2 separate regions of the Arachis hypogaea genome follow, and region 2 is linked to region 1. The links are chromatin contacts, called in public Hi-C maps. All regions are on one chromosome and are shown on one strand. Each heading gives the region's core, a stretch centred on a gene start, on an enhancer-like site or on the middle of the called end of the contact. The rest is flanking DNA. Distances are from core to core; before and after follow the strand shown. Region 1 holds the start of LOC112780132 (putative expansin-A17). Region 2 holds the start of LOC112780075.

Region 1 (2,700 bases), core at 195-2,694:
TTATTCTTGTAAATTTTTCAGTTAAGTATTGATGTGATAAGTTTAATTCTGATGTAACAAATTAAAAAAATATATAAATAAAAATAAATATTTTATAGAAGAATAAAAAACTTATTTAAGTAGTTAATAACCCATAACTTTGATATACTTTATTGATCTAATAATAATAGACAGTGCAGCTCATTTTAGAACAGCCTCATTCCATTAATTTGGTTTAAAAAATTGATGTCTTTTTTTTTTTTTCTAGCATTACATATATCACATTATAATATTCTTATCTGTCAGGTTGGTTAGTCAAGCATTCAAATAGAATATATTCTAACAAAATAAATACTCTATTGTTTTAAAATAATTGTCATATTGTTTTTCTTGATATATTAAAAAATTAATATATATTTAAAAATATTTTATATCCCAATATATCATCCTTTAATATATTAAAAAGCTAAAATAATAATTATTTTAAACCGAATTATATTAATACTTAGCTTATACGGAAATGCAGGAAGTGCAAATTGCATTCACATTTCACTTGTAGTTTATTATGTACCACTAACGTACCACGGATCATAAAATTGACGAAGCATGTTCTTCGCTGCATAATGACATTTCGTGAATCACGCATTTCTCCTTCTAGAGAAAGACCAGCATTAATCTTTCATGTTAGAATTTGGAATTTATTTGAGTTTATACTTTATAGTTATATTATATAAAAGTTTTCAAATGTATTGTTTAAGTAATTTTAACCGTTAAATTTAATTAAGATATATTATATATATTTTTTATAATTAAGATATATTATTATATTTTTTATAATTAAAATTAATGGTTAAAATTATTGAAACATGAGTATACTTGGTACACCCGTACACTTAAAATTTTTTTTATATTATATCCGCTAAAAGTGTAAAAGTAGTGTTATGAATTTATAATACCATCAAAACAATATTTAAATTTATACTAAAATTTCGTACGAATTAAATTTATTTTTTTCAGGTTTTAGATTTTTTCTTAATTATAACCTAACAATAAAGCGAATCATGAAAGGGTTTTTCCTTTTTTTAATATAGTGTTATTAGTACATATTTTATATATATAGTAGTGTCATATATCGTACCATCTAAATTTAACAAAGTTTAGTTTTATTGATTATTTTTTAGTCTATTGAAGATGAATATTAATTATAGATTATATGTGCCAACTTCCAAGACGGCAGTGTTGAGATTCAACTACCCAACGTTACATTATTTGGAAGGGTTGAGTATTTTTCACACTTGTCTCACCCCATTGCTTGTTTCCTTAAAATATTCACATATGATACGATATTATGATGTGTCACATAATGGTTCATTTTATAACAAGAGAAATTTTCGGTCAACTCCATATTTTAGTCCATATTTTGAAAATGAGTTAGTTAACTACACTTATAAATAACCCTTAGGAGCTTTCCATAATCTTCAGCAGCAAACTAAGCAACTAACTAATTCTTGCGCCGACACAGAGTGTAAGAGATGGAAAAATTAATCTTCAGTGTTGTAATATTGCTTTTGAGTTTATTAACCACACAGCATAAAGTAGTAGCATCCTCATCGTGGCAACAAGCTCATGCAACATTCTATGGTGGAAGTGATGCCTCAGATACAATGGGTATCAATATAATAATACATCTACATTTTATTTTATTATTTATGTTTTCAGTTTGATTTTTACATTATAATCTAATAAGATTTGGTCTTTAAACTGTGTTTAGAACGAGATACATGTAATTAGGTGCTATTATATGATATGTTTAGTGTTGTAATTGCATGATATTCATCATAACAATTGATTGTTTTGGTGGCAATGACGAAAGATAATTTCGTTGTTGAGACGATTGCATTTGTTTATGGTGTCTCATGGATTAGGAATGTGGGTGATTATATTTATAAAGGCCATAGTATTTTTGTGAGTTATATTGTTTTGGGATTGTAGCGTGCCATAAAACTACTCTGCATGTGGGATCAAGATTCTTAAATGAACTATAAAAAAAACAGAACAAAAATATGACGAGACAAGACACTGAGATAGAGAAATGAAAAATATAGGTATTAGAATCATTTTTTTTAGATGTGCATAACATTAAACAAATAACAACTTTAATATTAGGCAATGCATGAATTAGACTATTAGAGGACATTGGATTAAAGTACAAAATAAGAGCATAAATACCTTATAAAAAGAAATGAGTAATTCAATTTGTGTTGTTTTGTTACTAGGTGGAGCATGTGGGTATGGAAATCTATACACTGATGGTTATGGAGTTAAAACAGCTGCATTGAGTACTGCTTTGTTCAACGATGGCAAGGCATGTGGTGGTTGCTATCAGATAGTTTGTGATGCAACAAAAGTGCCACAATGGTGCCTAAAGGGCACTGCCATCACAATTACTGCCACAAATTTCTGTCCTCCAAACTATGCACTCCCTAATGACAATGGTGGTTGGTGTAATCCTCCAAGGCCCCACTTTGACATGTCTCAACCTGCCTTTGAGAAGATTGCCAAGTACAAGGCTGGAATTGTTCCTATTTTCTACAGAAGGTATATTAACCATTACTATTGAAACAAAATTGTTCCAGAACCCAGATTTTGCATTAATTTTACAATCATATCAAGTGTATGTCAAAAATCAGTCATCAAATCAGCTACATGTATAAAATACAT
Region 2 (2,700 bases), core at 159-2,658, 160 kb before region 1:
ACCTTCACTAATCATTCTGATTGAGCTGAAGTAGATATCGAGCATTATGCAGAACAGCATTAGCTTCCTCATTCGAGGCATCAATTGCACGCAATTCTTTAATTTCTTCCTGCCATTTCTCCACTTGCTCCTTATGAATCCTACACATTATGAGTTATCAGTTATAAAGAGTTTTACCATGGAAACCATATAAAACAACAATAAAAAAGTAAGAATAGGTATATGGGCTCAAACGTTTTCAGTTTCATAGCTCACATACATAATCAGTTTCTCCTCAAATTCATTGCTTAATTCCTTAAACATTGTTTTCCCTGATTCCAAGAGCTCAGATACCTAAATGCATACCATCATTTCAGCAAGGTCAAAACTCAAAATTGATTTCCATAAAGTATCACAAGAATATTCAGTGTGCTATAACAATTATACACATATATAGCTTTACCCTTTGAGTAAAATTCTCAATTTTCTCAAGAATAAGAGAGATATTCAGTTCCATTTCCTCAGATCCAGTAATGTTGGCCTCCATTTCTTCCTCTTGTACAGTACGTACTGAATCTGCTTCAGCTTTCCCCTCTTCTTCCCCCTTATTTATTACCAAAAATTGCAAAAACAATAAACAAAACTAAATAAATAACACACAGTACGGTGCCGAAGAGGACGAAAGGTAAAATTCATGAGAAAATTGTTGAAGGATAAAAATGAGAACCTCAGGTTTCAAGCGTTTCCTTGTAGCTCCATTCTCTGAGCTTTCCCTTCGAGTTGACATTGGTTAAACCTAAGCACACAATTTAACCATAAAAGATATTTTTGTTCTAAATCTAGATCCAACTTTATGCATATGAACCAAAAAATTAGAAAATTCAAAATTCATCTAATAATCTTTCTTTCCTTAAAAACAAGTCACACATAGTAGTGAACCGGAACTAACTAGTGTGAAACCCTAGCATAGAACGTAAATCCGAATTTTCCAAACTAGAACTACACAATAGAAAAAACGAAGTAGAGTTCAGGATTGAACTATTGCAATTGTGAATAATGTGATAATGATTTGAATGAGAACGTAAATGGCGAAGAAAATCCAAATTCAGAGCACTAACAACGAATATGGGAACGGTGTGACTGCGTAATGATTGATTGAATTGCAAGCATCAATTAATCCAAAGATATATCATAGAAAAGAAGACACTAAAAAGAAACAATAAATTGAATTTTCTCTCCGCTGATGGATTAGCGTGATTATACTTGTAAGACAGTAAGAGCAGTGAAAACAAGTGGAAACGAATTTTTACCGTTTAATTGAATTTGCGAAGATGAATAGCTTTGTTAATCTTGGAATTTCAGAGTAGCAAGAGAAGTATGTGAACGAAAGAGAAAAAGCAAAAGGACTAATATAGTCGTTCACGTTCATGATTTTGAAAGCGCGCGTCTTTTTTTTTTTTTACTCTTATGCTTTTTTTCGAGGATATTCCAACAAAAATCCACCTATCTTGTGGTTAATTTTTTTTATATGATTTACACATGTAAGTTATAGTGGATTATTGAGTTTTGGGGTGATATACATTATACACTCTTGTAATAAACTTTACTTTTTGGAAGCAAGGGAGAAGAAATTGAACCGTTCCATTTTTTTGCACAGAGAGAAAAAAATATAAATTGAACGATCCGATTTGTATGAAGTAAAAGTTGGACTGGACCGAAATTAGACTCACCAATTTCTGGGCTTGGAAATTTTTTTTAATGCTAGTGAACACTAATCGAACCCACCGATTTTGGGTTTGTAAAAAATTTGAAATTTGAAACGCGGTCGGACCGTCCGATTTACTTGTTCATGTATACATAAATTAAAATTGCACGGAACTCCCCACTACTTTTTCTTCGTCGTGAGTTTCAAATCTAAACTCATGTTCTTCTTCTCCCCACTATTTATTATTATGGACAGATTTTATTACAAACATACGAGGGAGTTTAATTTGTATGTGAAAATACATTAGATGTTATTCTGTTCACATTGTCATTTGAGAAATTAAAAGGTGTGATTTGTGAGAAGATAAATTCTCAAATATCTATGAGAATATCGTGTATTTTGTAAGGTATCCTTTATCAGTGTTTGGTGGGTTCGTTCAATTAATTTAAACAAAATACGTGACGGATGAAACGAGCATGCATAAAATATTTTTAACGATCTATACAAGTGTGCGAAAACATGTCGAACCCAACTAAACTGTATGATCCCAGCGAAATTACGGAGTAAAGGCAGAAATTTCTAGTGCACCGCTGCACCCGACTTGTCTCCAAACAGAATTGTCCCAAATAACATTATGTGACACTTTACGTACCTCTGAATGTGAATATCGTCAATCAACACTATGCGATATTTCAAACTCCCTAAATCACATCAATTTTATAAAGCTTCCTCTACAGTCCGTCTTCCTCGGTGCAACACCAAACTGGTACAAGCACTCGGCCTCCAAGGCCTCAAAACTACTCATAGTCGGTCCTATAACCAGAAGATCATTTGTCGACAGACCGAGAATTATCGCCACATCCTCCAACGTCACAGCACACTCACCAACCGAAAAATGAAATGTGTGAGTCTCAAGCCGCCATCTCTCGATTAGAGCATTAATCATTGTTGACTGGCATTGGATGACTCCAATCTAAAAAACATGATAAAAACCAATCTCTCGTAAATGCCTCTCA

What was found. A called contact is a pair of places that touch in the nucleus more often than the background predicts.
Region 2: a contact with region 1 is called in a Hi-C map of an unstated tissue, with 3 times the contacts expected there. The contact joins the promoter of LOC112780075 here to the promoter of LOC112780132 in region 1. A contact is called at or near these places in 2 of 8 Hi-C or Micro-C datasets (leaf and an unstated tissue).

What each region holds. Positions count from the first base shown.
Region 1 is chr19:27,014,690-27,017,389 of arahy.Tifrunner.gnm2.J5K5, reverse strand. LOC112780132 (putative expansin-A17) reads left to right here and starts at 1,444. Exons shown (of 3, transcript XM_025824472.3): 1 at 1,444-1,647; 2 at 2,256-2,577. The coding sequence starts at 1,512.
Region 2 is chr19:27,174,474-27,177,173 of arahy.Tifrunner.gnm2.J5K5, reverse strand. It overlaps LOC112780075, which reads right to left and starts at 1,408. Exons shown (of 6, transcript XM_025824417.3): 1 at 1,290-1,408; 2 at 707-775; 3 at 443-583; 4 at 260-333; 5 at 3-140. The coding sequence starts at 766. The coding sequence ends at 8.